Linked DNA regions of Mus musculus: all the other regions are linked to region 2. Evidence: chromatin contacts called from public Hi-C, HiChIP or PLAC-seq and promoter capture Hi-C data. All regions are on one chromosome and are shown on one strand. The core of a region is the stretch at or near the end of the contact, and the rest is flanking DNA. Distances in the headings are between cores, read along the strand shown.

What was found. Promoter capture Hi-C pulls out the DNA fragments that hold promoters and counts their contacts. Hi-C and Micro-C count contacts between places; a contact is called where the count stands out from the background. HiChIP or PLAC-seq counts read pairs in DNA pulled down with a chosen protein or histone mark.
Region 1: a promoter capture Hi-C map of stem cell-derived epiblast-like cells shows a contact between it and region 2, with 6 times the contacts expected there. The contact joins the enhancer-like site here to the promoter of Nectin3 in region 2. A contact is called at or near these places in 2 of 39 promoter capture datasets (hippocampal neurons and stem cell-derived epiblast-like cells), 2 of 115 datasets of contacts at active chromatin or transcription factors (embryonic forebrain and embryonic stem cells) and 1 of 9 other capture datasets (embryonic stem cells).
Region 3: a contact with region 2 is called in a promoter capture Hi-C map of embryonic stem cells, with 9 times the contacts expected there. The contact joins the promoter of Dppa4 here to the promoter of Nectin3 in region 2. A contact is called at or near these places in 11 of 39 promoter capture datasets (the 3T3-L1 cell line, the C10 cell line, cranial neural crest and 6 more), 1 of 484 Hi-C or Micro-C datasets (embryonic stem cells) and 7 of 115 datasets of contacts at active chromatin or transcription factors (embryonic forebrain, embryonic hindbrain, embryonic stem cells and 2 more).
Region 4: an H3K27ac HiChIP or PLAC-seq map of embryonic stem cells shows a contact between it and region 2, with 5 times the contacts expected there. The contact joins the enhancer-like site here to the promoter of Nectin3 in region 2. A contact is called at or near these places in 11 of 39 promoter capture datasets (the C10 cell line, cranial neural crest, embryonic stem cells and 6 more), 4 of 484 Hi-C or Micro-C datasets (cerebellum, cortical neurons, granulocyte-monocyte progenitors and 1 more), 7 of 115 datasets of contacts at active chromatin or transcription factors (astrocytes, embryonic forebrain, embryonic stem cells and 2 more) and 1 of 9 other capture datasets (embryonic stem cells).
Region 5: a Hi-C map of cerebellum shows a contact between it and region 2, with 4 times the contacts expected there. The contact joins the enhancer-like site here to the promoter of Nectin3 in region 2. A contact is called at or near these places in 9 of 39 promoter capture datasets (the 3T3-L1 cell line, 3T3-L1-derived adipocytes, the C10 cell line and 5 more), 5 of 484 Hi-C or Micro-C datasets (cerebellar granule neurons, cerebellum and cerebral cortex), 8 of 115 datasets of contacts at active chromatin or transcription factors (astrocytes, embryonic forebrain, embryonic hindbrain and 4 more) and 1 of 9 other capture datasets (adipose tissue).

Annotation. Positions count from the first base shown.
Region 1 is chr16:48,473,791-48,476,490 of GRCm38.p6, forward strand. All of the region lies in intron 8 of Morc1 (microrchidia 1), which reads left to right. Among named protein-coding and RNA genes, the nearest start is that of Morc1, 44 kb to the left of the region's middle. Within about 2 kb of position 1,336, at least 8 of the 459 cell types and tissues checked have an H3K27ac peak or open chromatin away from gene starts, as enhancers often do. A contact at or near this core is called in embryonic stem cells and stem cell-derived epiblast-like cells, where this site is marked.
Region 2 is chr16:46,495,529-46,498,228 of GRCm38.p6, forward strand. It overlaps Nectin3 (nectin cell adhesion molecule 3), which reads right to left and starts at 1,439. Exons shown (of 6, transcript NM_021495.4): 1 at 1,087-1,439. The coding sequence starts at 1,246.
Region 3 is chr16:48,282,480-48,285,179 of GRCm38.p6, forward strand. It overlaps Dppa4 (developmental pluripotency associated 4), which reads left to right and starts at 1,256. Exons shown (of 7, transcript NM_028610.2): 1 at 1,256-1,362. The coding sequence starts at 1,339.
Region 4 is chr16:48,319,113-48,321,812 of GRCm38.p6, forward strand. Dppa2 (developmental pluripotency associated 2) reads left to right here. Exons shown (of 7, transcript NM_028615.1): 7 at 1-401. Among named protein-coding and RNA genes, the nearest start is that of Dppa2, 10 kb to the left of the region's middle. Within about 2 kb of position 1,424, at least 7 of the 459 cell types and tissues checked have an H3K27ac peak or open chromatin away from gene starts, as enhancers often do. A contact at or near this core is called in embryonic stem cells, where this site is marked.
Region 5 is chr16:48,371,447-48,374,146 of GRCm38.p6, forward strand. No RefSeq gene overlaps it. Among named protein-coding and RNA genes, the nearest start is that of Gm5485, 40 kb to the right of the region's middle. Within about 2 kb of position 1,270, at least 9 of the 459 cell types and tissues checked have an H3K27ac peak or open chromatin away from gene starts, as enhancers often do. A contact at or near this core is called in cerebellar granule neurons and cerebellum, where this site is marked.

The sequences.
Region 1 (2,700 bases), core at 86-2,585, 2.0 Mb after region 2:
GTTCCAAGTTCAGAATTTACACTAGTTGAAAAATCTTCATGGAGCCTTTTGTGTGCATAATATAGACTTCGTTAATGTCACGTATAACAACTCATCTGTTTTATGGGAACACAATTTTGGTTGTCATATATAACTATTTTATATATAACATATAACACCTCTGAGGCACTATAAAAAGACTTAGCTTAATGTTGTACCTGGAATTCAGAGCCCAAGACCTAGCCATAGACTATATAAGGTACCTTAGCCTATTTTTCTTTTGCTATACTAGAATACATACAGATGGGTTATTTATTGAGACTAGGATTACTTAACTCATGATTTGGAAGCTGAGCAATCTAAGACCATGGGCTTATATCTGATAAAGGTCTTCTTTCTGTTGGAATCTTTCTACTGTGCCCCAAACCATCTGATGACACCCCAATCAGACAAAGCTGAGAGGACCACACAGTGAGAGAGACAGAGACAAAAGTATTTTTATAAAAGACCTGCACAGGAGATAACCACTAACCTATTAAGCCATTAGTGTATGAATATATGAATGGATTTAATGACATAGTTTTCTCTTATAGTTCCCATGGGGTTGTCACCAGTGGACTTTAAGTTTTAACATGGATTTTTGTGGGACATTCATACTATACCACAAGAATAGCTCAGTTGACGGCTTGGATGGGAGTCTGTTGTCTGGGTTCCTTTGTGCCTATACACAGGAGTTAGCTTTCTCAGATAGTGTTCTATTCCCAAACACCTATGAGTATGTCCCCCTTTCTTGTGATTCTCTTCCTACATAACCTCTGCCAGCTATGTCTACCAAGCTGTGACTTCCAAACTTCATAGAGGGAAGGAATCTGAGGGATTCATGCTCCTAAACTCCAACCCCCAGGGATCTGAATCTGAAGATAAGGGCAAGACTTGGCTGTGGTGGCTTGCTCTCACTGTCCTTCCCTGTTCTATTATTACTATTATTATTATTATTATTATTATTTATTGTGCGACCACTATGTCAGTCCACATGCATCTAAGGTGTACATGGAACAGCCCCAGAAATAGAAGAATATGGACAGGTCAGGTAAAGACAACTGCACAGATGGCACAGCAGACCGTGGAAACCAAATTGCAGGCAGACTTCTAAGAATTCTCAAGTCTAAGCAGAGAAAAGGACACTGATTCTAATCTGCTTCTCCTACACCATATTCCCCAGACTCTGCAAGCAGCAGGTTCAGCCTTAAAGTAGCCTTTTCTTTACGTCTGCTTGTCACGTGCCTCTGAGTGGGGAGGGCTGGAGATGGGGAGAGTGGCTTGCTTCAGTTTCTTCTTATCAGAGCTAATTAAATAGAAAATGAAAAAGGAAACCACACAGTGATAGAGATACGAACTCCCCTGGCAAAGCACACAGAGGCAGAAAGGATGTTTGTGTAGAAATGAGACAAGAAAAGCCCTTGAAGAATTTATGCAAAGAGGGTCCTTACAGAGGGAGAGTTGCAGACAGTCCTTTGTCTTCTAAAGATATCCTGACTACAGGGTGTTTCTTTGTCAGCCCCTCAAGTGCACAGCTTTATTTACAATTGGATAGCATCAACACTGAAGATGATCTTCCATGAAAAGACCTCACCACAGGAGGAATGCTCTGCTGCTTGTTCTAAACTAGGCAAGAGAAGCTGTGAATGATCCTTCATTCACACAAGAACCAGTTATTTAATGGATGAGGTCACTAACTGCATGGAATTTACAACCTGATGGAGAGAAAATTACAGAGGTATAGACAGTCACAGGGACAGGAAGTAAAGAAGGAGGGACTCACACAGGCTCTAGCACTCTGGAGGTGGGGAAGTACTTCAACAGAAGTGAGATTTCAAGGGTGCATCCAGAGAGGTCTAAAAGAACTAGTCAAGAGTAAACAAGAGTGACATCCCGTGGTTGGGAGATGAGATGGTGTGAGCCATATTTGAGAACTGAGAGTAGTTGGCTTATCCAAGCTGGAAAGAGATGAGGCTACAACATTAATTTGCCTAGAACAAGACCGTTTGCATTGTGTATTTAGCCCTGTTTTCTTTATACCTCAGACTTCAGAAATTAGAGCTAGTTCTGTAATGTTTGTCACAAACAGGAACTTGAGAAAAGACAGGAGTAGAGAAGAAGTAAACCTGCATCAATCCTCAGAAGAGCTGACTCATCAGCTTGACCAATGGCTAGCTTCTGGTAGTTCCCAATACCAATAGAAACCTTTCATTTAACTGAAAACTTGAGTCACTACATCTAGATTATGCAAAGAGCAGGACTGCAACTGGTCAGTTTTAATTGCCAACTTGTCACACACTACAGTCACCTAGGAAATGAGTTTTAATTAGAAATTATATCTGGCTGGCCTATGTACATGGTATGGCATATGTACATGTGGTGGACAGGCTTGATTGTTAGTTGATAGAGGAAGGCTGGGCTCATTGTGGGCAGCACTATCCCCTAGGCAGAGAGTCCTGAAGTCTATGAGAAAGGAAGAAGCAAGATGAGAGGAAGTAGGCAAGGATTCCCATGTTATATTCTCACTCGGATCTTGACAGTGGATGTGAAGCTTTAAGTCCCTGCCATGACTTCTTGGAAGCAATAAACTGACCTGAGACTATAAGCCAAACACTCCTATCTTTGCTAAGTTGCTTTTTGTCGTGATGTTTTTCACAGTTACAGAAATGAAACTGGGATAAT
Region 2 (2,700 bases), core at 189-2,688:
TATAATAAATACGGGTACATCAGCTTTTAAGATTTCATATGCACTGATAACCATTGTCTGAAAAAAATCTAAATCTAAGTTGTATTCCTCCATCTTTCCCGTCAGCAATCCTTAAATGAACAACACCTTGCGGCATTTTGATATTACCCAGACATTCAATAGCCTAAGACTGACTGGTAGCTTTATTTCACCAAATCAATGCTGTCCACTGATTACCACGTCCACTTCTCTAGCATGAAAAGTAAATATATCATTTCATTTTCATCTTCCTTAAAAAAAAAAAGTAGGTCTCTAAAACTAGTCTCAGATTCCGGGAACGGAACTTACAAAGAGATTAGCTCCTAAATCTGGAATAAAAGAGGCACACTGGAGAAACCCGGGGCTACTTGTTTTAACAGCCAGGGAACAGTAGGTGCAATATGTATTCAAAAGGTAAATCTTGCGTCCCCGAGAACAAGGTTTTCTTCTAAAATAACCAGGGGCTGCGTGAAGGACGTCCAAAAACTGGAAGGCGGCGTGAGGGTACCATCTGGGATCAACCCAAAGATCCAAAGGTTACCAGGGCACAAATCGTGCTGGAAGGGGGATGCAGGCGCAGAGTGGGTTTTTAAGATGGTGCCTTCTCCCGGAGGCCAGGAGGCGTGGACCCGAAGGCTACAGTGCGCTGGGCTAGTGTCCACAGGGTTTCCGGACTTGCAGCTCAAGTTTCATCGGAGAGAAAGGAGGAGGCGGCAACATGCACTCAGGCATCCTAACCTCAGCCTAGAAGTCCGCGCTCTCCGCTTCGGCGCATCAGCTCGGAAGTAACGGTTCCCGGGGCACGCGGGGCTCCGCGCACCGAGCTCCACCGCCAGCCCTGGGGGCCCAGCGCGACGACCCGCGCGGCCTCGGGGGGCGGGAAGCCAGCGGTCGGCGCCCTGTTCGCTCTCCCTGCCCTTCCCGGGCCTCGCCCGGGGCGCGGCGAAAAGTTTCCAGGCAAAGTCCGCGGCGGCCGCTCGCGCAGCCAACCGCCCGGCACAACCGCCTCGGCTAGCCTCGCCGCCCGCGCCCGCCCTGCTCAACCCCTCGCTCGCCCGCTTCACCTACCACAGAGCCGGGAGAAGAGAAGCAGGGGAATAAGCAGCAGCAGCAGCGGCGGCGGCGTCGGGGCCGGCAGCAGCAGTCCGGCCGCGGGAGGAAACGCCGAGGAAAGTTGTGCTTTGCCGCCTCCAGGACACAACGGGGCCGGGCCCGGGGTCCGCGCCATGCCCGCCTTGCCCCGGCCCACCCGCTCGCCCGCGCCCCGGCGCCTCAGGCTCTGGGTGGCGGCGGCGGCGGCGGCCGCGGCGCGGAAGGGCCAGCGCGCGTGTCCTCAACCCCCGGCTCCTGCGCCGTCGCCGCCCGCCGCCACTCGGCCGAGCGCTCGCGGCTGCCTCGACTCCGCCGTCGCCGATGCCACTGCCGAGGCTGAAGCGGGAGCCGCCCGCCGCCGCCACTCCCCTCCCCGCGGTCCCCGCCCGCCGCGAACTCCTGGGAACTCGGAACGCACCACCCCGCCCTGCGGGAGGGGGAGCCGCCGACCCTCACTACCGGGACGAGCCCGCCCTCCCTGCCGCCGGGCTGCCTGGACGCCGGCCGAGCCGCCCGCCGAGTCTCCTCCCACCCTCTCTCCCCACACGCTCCTCCCACTTCCAAAAGAAAAAAAAAAAAAACTTCATCCACTTGGAAAACCGGGCTTCTCCCGAGGCTAAGCAATCTGGACCAGGCAAGGCGGCCCCGCCCCTTGGCCCCGCCTCGTCTCCCCCCCTCGCCAGCGCTGGAGATGGTCTCGCCCACTCCGCCCCTCGCGGGGCTGGGGCCGCCGGGGCACACAGAGGCGCTCCGAGGCGGAGGGCTGCGGGACTCCTAGTCCTGCCTTTTTCTCCTCCAGAGTGGCGAGGTTCCCCTAGCGGGACCAGGGATAACCAGGGGGGTGAGGGGAAGGCAAGATGAGGGTACCGGCTCTCCGCGGGTCGGAGCGGGGGGTTGCCTAATTTGGGAAGCTGGATACCGCGGGGCTGGACCAGCCTTCTCCCTCCTCACCCAGGCGTAGGGACTGAAAGGAGATTCTCCACTCCTCCCTCCTCCCCAGGAGCATCCCGGTTCTCCTCTGTCCGGGACCGGTGTTGGCCCAGGCGTTTAGCCTGCTTTTTACACCGGGAGGGAGGCTTGTTGGAAGGGTCAGCGGAGCTGCCGGAGGACAGGAGGGGGCCCTCCGAAAGGTTTGCTCTCTAGCTCTTGCTTCTCTTGGGCTGCCCGTTTGTCCACTTTCTGCGCCGGGCGACCGGCAACAGGAGGCCATGGATCTCCCATGCGAGGTCTTCGAGTGTGGTCTTGTTTTCTCTTTGATCGTTCGCATGTTCGCACTTGTAATTTTATTTTCTCGCGTGTCTCTCTTTGAGTTATTCTCAGAAAAGTGACCTCGGGAAGTATTAAACATTTACCCTTAAGAGGAGCATCTGTGATTCACCATAACCCTCCCTCAAACCCCCAAAGCTTGTCTGCCCTTCCCTCCTCCTCTATCCGCCACGCACAGCCGGAGTGACTTGACCTTGAAGCCCCAGTTACCGTAGGGGGAAGGAGATGGATGAACAGTTTGGGCTATCTGCGGAGGCGGTGGAAGCGGAGGACACCGTCCGGAGGCCGGACACCATTAATTTTATGTTGTCCTACCATCCCCAC
Region 3 (2,700 bases), core at 6-2,505, 1.8 Mb after region 2:
AGAAAAAAAAAAAAAAAAAAAAGGGCTGGTGAGATGGCTCAGTGGGTAAGAGCACCCGACTGCTCTTCCAAAGGTCCAGAGTTCAAATCCCAGCAACCACATGGTGGCTCACAACCATCCATAACGAGATCTGACTCCCCCTTCTGGAGTGTCTGAAGACAGCTACAATGTACTTCCATATAATAAATAAATAAATCTTTAAAAAAAAAAAAAAAAACAGTTGGCAGATAGAAAGTTACAGTTTTGAACCAGGCTCGGTGGCCTGAATTCCAGCCCTGGGGAAGCTAGAAGATCAGAAATTCAAGCCCTGGCCAGGTGTGGTGGGGTACACCTTGAATCCTAGCAGTCAGGAGGATGAGACAGGAAGACCTCAGTATGCTGCAGGTCCGTGGAGACTTCAAAAAAGGAGGGTTGGATGGGGAAGAATTAAAAGAGTTGTAATTTTATGGGCTGGGATTGTAGCTCAGTGGTAGATTGATTGGTGCACAGAAACAAAGCCCAGGGTGAGCCCTGAAACCACCAAAACAATGCAACCCCCACCCCCTGCCATCTCATGGAAAAGGATTTCTGGAGCAACTGGGTTGTTTTCATTCCTGTTCAGGATGCTAATTCCATTAGATAAATTTGCAGTCTTTTCAGAATTCTCTAGGAACTTCACTTTCCCTTAGCAATATTTAGGTTCTTTCTTTCTTTCTTTCTTTCTTTCTTTCTTTCTTTCTTTCTTTCTTTCTTTCTTTCTTTCTTTCTTTCTTTCTTTCTTCCTTCCTTCCTTCCTTCCTTCCTTCCCTTTTTTTTTTTTTTTTCTTTTTTCTAAGATAGAGTCTCACTATGTAGACTAGGCTGACCAGGAGCTCAGAGAGATCCACCTGCCTCTGCATCTCTAATGCTGGGATTAAAGGTGTGTGCTGCCACGCCCAGCAATAATTACAGTTTTAAATATCCCAGATCTACAGTTGCCAGGAGCAGGGGGTAGCAGCTCACACCTCTAAATCGCAGTATTCCGGAGGTTGAGACAGTACAATATACAAAGCGCATTTCTGGCCAGGCAAAGAAATGATAAACTCTGCCTCAAAAACAAAACAAAACAAAACAAACAAAAAAAAATTCGAGGAAACAAGCCTAATAATTAAACCACACAAAAGGGGATTTTATTAAAATCAGCCACAAAAGGAGATTTTAGCATCACAATTTTGTTGAGGGTGGGACCAGAAGGGGAGGGGAACGGAAGAGGGCCTCAAGACAACAGGAAGTAGGAGGAGATTTTGAAAAGCCGGCTGAGGTCAGAGGTCTTTTGGAAGCTGGGAGAACTTTCTTTCGGAGGATTCATCTATTCTCAAGATGGAGACTGCTGGAGACAAGAAGGTGAGAACTGTTTTTACAATTTGGCTTTCCAAATGAGGGCCCCTCATTTTTGAGTATAGCCAGCCATTGTTTGGAGAAGAGAAGAATGAGCGTTACAATTTGTTACAACCTTAATTGTTTTTTTAAAAAAAATTATTATTTAAAGGCAGGTGTGTGGCTTGGCGGGCCCGCTCGAAGTGGCCTTGCGCGAGACCCTGGGGCCCGGGTGTAGATGTGTTAGGAGAGGAGGGTGTGTTTTGGAAGGAATGCTTTGTTAGGAAGGAATTTAGAATCCCGTAGCTGGTCCCGGGATAAAACAGGGTATAAACTGAGGCTTTGGGTAGCCTCGGAAGGAGTCCCCAGTTAACCTGAGAGGACCCGAGGGCTTAACCCAAAAGTGCCTGCTACAGGGCTTCCAGGCCCCTTAATTTATCCATAGGCCCTCAGAATCTATGAATTTTGACATGGCAGACCTGCTGGTTCCTAACTGTAGTAGCCAGGATAGGATGCTGAGCACTTTCCTGGACTCCTCCCCAAGAAACCGCCAGCCATTTTCATCTTTCTTTATTGTAAGAATTTTGTTAAGTCCTAAAGTGAATCCTTTATAAAGAGGTTGTGCAAAAGTAAATCTTAGTCCTTGGGAAGCCGGTCCCTATTGTGATGGGAGAGAACTGAGGTGTCAAGTAACAGGAAATGCTAAATTGTCACTTCCACAATTGCGGGGGTGGAGGAGGGGGGGGGTGGAAAAGACCTAGGTTTTGGAGCTAAGTGACCTGGTGGTTTTACTTATTTATTTAGTGAGTTATTGTTTTGTTTCTCTGTAGTCCTGGGTACCCGGGACTCGCTCTGTAAACCAGGTTGGTTTGCCTCCCGGGTGCCACCCTCTCTTTTCTTTCTGAAACAAGGTTTCTCTGTAGCCCTGGCTGTCCTGTAACTCACTCTTGTAGACCAGGCTAGCCAGGAACTGAAGAGATTCGCCTTCCTCTGCCTCCCGAGTGCTGGGATAAAGGCATGTGCCATGACCACCTGGCTTTAATAAGCTTTTAACTTTTGGCCCTCCATGTTGAAAATACAGTAGTGGTTCTGAAGTTATATAAAGATTAAATGAGGCAAGGAGTGTGTTTAGTCGTGTATATGCTGGAAGAGGCTTAATATTTGTTAGGTTTTTTTTTTTTTTTTTTGGTGTGTGTGTGTGTGTGTGTTTCTTTCTGTGCTTAGGGATTTTTTTGTTGTCGTTGTTGTTGTTCCCTTAATTAAACTGAATATTTATTATCCATCCTCAGCAATAAAAGGGAGAGGGACCCCATTCTTATGGAGTTTAAAATCAGATGGAATTAATTGACACATGGAAATGAGGTA
Region 4 (2,700 bases), core at 174-2,673, 1.8 Mb after region 2:
GATGGGGAGCAGTTTCAAATTAGCAAAGCAGAAAGTACTTTTTTTAAAAATATATATAATTTTTTTTGAGTATGGCTTTATCATGTAGCAACTCCAGTGGACCTGGAAATTCTAGGTAGACCAGACACGTGTTGGGTTTTACATGCCTGTACAATACCACTTAGCCAGTACTGATGTATGTTTGACTAGTATAGAGTTCATTGCTTGTGCTAAACAACCTGGGTGTTGACAAGTGTTTATAGAGTGCCATACATTTGAAATCATATAGTATGCTACCGTTCAGATTGGCTTTTACCTAGCAATATGCCTGTGAGAAATATCCATGTCCTCGATTGATTTTTCTTAATGTTGAGATTCCATTGTCCAAGATGTGCCTTATGAATTGATGCTATTACATATGGATATCTGGTTGGTTTTTATATATCCAAGACAGGGTCTTTTGCAGCACAGGCTGGTCTTGAGTATTTTAATTTTTTTAAAGTGTTATTACTTGACATTTCCCACTCCGATCACACTCACCATCCCTGTCTTCTCTTATTGTGCCTGTAGCCCTACCAATTTGGCCTTTGGGGCCACTCACACAGACATGAATACAGTGTATTTACCAGTGTACAGGCAGCTCACTCGCCTGCAGCTGAACTGACTGCTGATGGCTCTCCGTGCTCCAGCAGTCATCAACTGGCAGTAGTAGCTCCCCAGGAAGAGCATGGCTCCCACAGACTCCTCATCTCTCCTTGACTGCATGTTTATGGGCTTGGTTGATCCTTGGGCCTTCATTTCCTAAGTGCTGAAGTGTACCACAGCGTACAATGCTGGACATTCAACCCAGGGCTGTAGGCATACTAGCAGGTCACATACTTTACAGAGCTACATTCCCAGCTGTAAATTGATGGTGAGGATAGAGACTCTGGGGAGCCCCGGCTGGTCCCCCAAATTCACAAACATGCCTCTGTCTGTTCAGTCTCGCACACAGGTTTGAGACGGATGTGTCTCGGGCTTGTCTTCAGGATGTGTAACCTAGGTCAATACCAAACTCTTGATCTTGCCTCTGCTTCTCAGATCACCAGATATAAGGTGTGCCACTACACCCAGACTGCTGGAGTGCACCATGATATATTGTTAGGATTAAACCAAGTCTTCCTTAGCTCTGAGTGCCTTCAAACTTTCCTTGTAGCTGAGGATAACTTGGAACTTCTGAGCCCCCCCTTCCTACTATTCTAGTGCTGGCATGGGTAATAGGTACCACCATTTCACCTTTTATGGAATGACCCTAAGGTTTTCTATAGCGACTCCAGCACTTGATATATTGGGCATCTTCCAGTCTGTTTTTTTGAGCTGACCCAGATTGAGCTCGGATTTCTGCTGTAGTCCAGGCTAGCCTTGGAACTAATTCTACCTCAGCCCCCTCTGTGCTCTCATGCAGAGTAACATGCACTGAGAACACAGGGGTGCTCAGAAGCCAGAGGGTAATGGGAGCACAAGGCCAGCCTTACGTATGGCAAGTGGCAAATTGAGGCCAGATTAGACTAAATAGTCATTTTAGGATTTTGTGGCTAGGCTGCCTCAACAACAAAAAGAATGGAGAGAGGAACCAAAGAAAGGAAGGAGGAGGGGGACTTTTGGGATAGCATTGGAAATGTAAATGAAGAAAATACCTAATAAAAAAGGAAGCCGGGCGTGGTGGCGCACGCCTTTAATCCCAGCACTCAGGAGGCAGAGGCAGGCGGATTTCTAAGTTCGAGGCCAGCCTGGTCTACAAAGTACAAAAAACAAGCAAACAAAACCATAACCCACCACTGGTTGCTCTTTCAGAGGTCTTGAATTCAATACCCAGCAACCACATGGTGGCTTACAACCATCTGTGATGAGATCTAGTGCCCTCTTCTGGCCTGCAGGCATACATTGCAGGCATAATGCTGTCTACATAAAAAAAAAGTCATTTTGACATTAAAAGGAGGTAGGAGGCCATAGTTATTTAAGGTTCAGTCTGCCTCTTAGTTTAGAATTGCAGCCCAGACACCTGTCTCCCTCTCCATGCAAACTGAAACATTGTTACATTGTTAACCTTTGCGGTTCTTTCAGTGCGATGGATTCTTCTTCCTTCAATCTTGCCTTGATTCTTGCCAACATCCTCCCTCCCCCCACCCGCTCTAAATCAGGAACCTGTGACAGCATTGGTTATACCAGATAATCTTTTTGTTTTCCGAGACAGGGTTTCTCTGTGTAGCCCTGGCTGTCCTGGAACTCACTCTGTAGACCAGGCTGGCATCGAACTCAGAAATCCGCCTGCCTCTGCCTCCCAAGTGCTGGGATTAAAGGCATGGGCCACCACTGCCCAGATAATCTAAGGTCATTTTTTCCCTTTCAAAAGCTTCAATTTGCTGAGCCTGGTGGCACATGCTTTTAATCCCAGAACTTGGGGATCAGAGACAGGCACATCTGAGTTGTAGAGCCAATCAGGTCTATAGAGTTCATTTCAGGATAGCCTGTGCTACAGAGAAACCCTGCTTGGAAAAATGAAACAAAAATCAAGAGCTTTAATCAGATCTTCCAAGTCTCTTTTGCCATTTAAACTATTTCCTTCTCAGGGTCCAAAGAACAATTTGGAGGAAAATATATGATAACAAAATAAAATCCCCTTCAAACAACTCACAGAGTCAGAATTTACAGAAAGTGCCTACATGGACTTTAGGGACATTG
Region 5 (2,700 bases), core at 20-2,519, 1.9 Mb after region 2:
CCATTACAGATGGTTGTGAGCCACCATGTGGTTGCTGGGAATCGAACTCAGGACCTCTGGAAGAGCATTTGGTTCTCTTAACCACTAAGCCACATCTCCAGCCCTCTTGCACTCTTTTTATTTTTTGTTTTTTCAGTGCTGGACCTCACACATGCTAGACAAGCCTTCTACCACTGAGTAATAATGTCAGCCCATTGTTTATGTTAACAGCATATATAAACTATATATTATTAGGTAATGATGGACTTCATTATAACATACTCATACATGTATGTAATGAATCCCGATCATTTTCATCTCCCTGCTACCCACACTGATCCCTTTCCTCTTTCTAAATCTCTCTTCTGCTTTCCTGTCTCTTCTTGATGACGCCATGAATTTCATTAGAATTACTTACTGGAGCATGGATACAGCTGTGATTTCAGGAGCGTGGGAATATTACCATAGCTACACCACTGAAGAAAATGTCTCTCCTTCCTCTAGTAACCATTAACAACTGCCTATAGATTCCCAAGTTACTGGGCTGCAGGAATAAAACAGAATGCAGAGAGCATTCAGAAGGGGCTGCAGTCTCTCATTTCGATTTCCCTGTCATTTTCCATTTGTCTTCACATGGGAACAGCCTTCATGACAGTTTTAACTCTCAGGACCAAGACCCCAAGCCACACTGAAAGGACTGGGGTTTATTACCTCCATTTGAACAAGCCAGCATTTTAGTTACAAAATTAAAGTTATGCAAAGACATGTGGTACAAGCAGAGAGGACATCCCAGCAGAATTGACTGATGGTCGGGTCAACTCAGAGACATGGAACAATGCTGGAGAAGTTGACCTACAAGCAGAGTAAAAGATGGGAATTCTAGTCTGAAGCCCTGACTGAAAGCATCTCTGGGCAGCATTCGCAGGACCATAAGTCTCAAGGGTTTTGGAATTCTGTGGGGTCCTGGCTCAAGAACACTGTGCCCTTTAGTAATGGCTCCTTGTGTGGCATGAGCTGTGACACTAGTCTTTGTTTCTCATTAATTCCCAAAGATCTCCCTCACTTTCTCCCTGGGCATTACACACTGCAAAATGTGAGGACTGGGCTTTACCACAGCACCTTCGTCACCAGGCAGCGGACCGATTTTCTTTCCTCCAGATGGTCCTCATAGACTAGCCAAAGAGGAGACCAGGCTGGCCATCTGTTTCCTGTTGTCTTTTTAAGTTGCCTGGCCACTCAGCAAGGCTGACATAGCCCAGGGCACCAGCTGTCAGCCTTAGCTGCCCCCAGTTGGCCTTGCCATACTTTGTCATAGTAGGCTGGATAGGACAGGGGCCTTGCTCAGAACAGTTTGACACTCATGAGGAAAGATGGTTTGTTCCTCGTCCGTTCCAACCAGCTTGCCTTATGGCAAATATAAAAGATGCTTCCACGTCCTTAATGTCCACAAGCTAGGGATGGTGGTGGTGATTTGGGGGAGGGAAAAGGCAAGGATTGTGTGGGTAGGCAGAACAGATTGTAACATAAATCTGAATTAATGTATCTGTAAGAGATTTGATTATAATTTACAATTTACCCTTCTGCTTTTGGTTTGCCTCCTATTCTTTCTAATTATACATGTATTTATTTACAGACAAAATAAGGATATAGTCTTGGTATAAGTTTTGTACACACAGCTAGAAAATTAAGACGATCACCTACTATCCTGCACACCATAAGGAAAACTACTATTTATTTTGTTAAGTCTCTGTTTGTTAAGTGCTCTGTATGCAGAAATGCCTTAACTACACCCTCTATATTGTTTCCTCTGTGGGCTTTATTTCTTAACATCACAATATCAAATATTAAACACTTTTGATGAGTAAGTAACATCACTGTGCATGACTATAGCAGAATTCGTGTGGCTATTCTTTAATTGTTGGATGTTATTTTTTTCCCCATTTTGTTTTTATGTTAGATCATTCCATAAGGAATAGCCACATATAAACCACATTTAAAGTGTGTCTACTTCCTTGGCATAGGATGAAGATATCAGTTCTAAGGGACTGGTTACTGCACTGTTAAATTGCCTCAAGAAGAGTATCAGTGTCTTCATTGCCTTTAGTGGATTACATTGCCTTCAACAAGAAATTGCCTGTTTGCGATCTTCCTTCCTTCCTTCCTTCCTTCCTTCCTTCCTTCCTTCCTTCCTTCCTTCCTTCCTTCCCTTTGTCCTTCCTTCCTGATCCATTTTTTTTTTCTTCCACAAGAGCCATCACCGAAGGATAGATGTGAGCTAAAGAAGCTAAGACTGATACAAAGAGCCAGACACTCATTTCTGCCAGGTTCCCATAGTGACCTGGAGTGTAATCCGAACCTGACTCAGCAGGAGGAAAGGATGGTGATAATGCTTCATCCTGTGCCTGAGAGGGATCCACAGAGCTCTGCATCCCAGGAGGTGCTCCCTTTTGAACAATCTCCATTTCCATTAGCCAACTCTGCGGGTATCATGGCTGGCTCTGGGTCTTTAATGGCTGCTTTCAGTGGCCAGGTGGTCCCACCTACGGGGAAGAGCACAAGTGCTCCGCAGAGTGGAGAGTTGTTAGCCCAAGTTGGGCATGGTGGTTGGCTCTCAGAATAGAGATTCCTCAGGGGTACTGGCATCTTGTTGAGCATCCAGGCTGCTTCATGAGTGAGGGTCACACACCAGCCTTTTGTGAGCTTGCAGAGACAGTTTAGAAC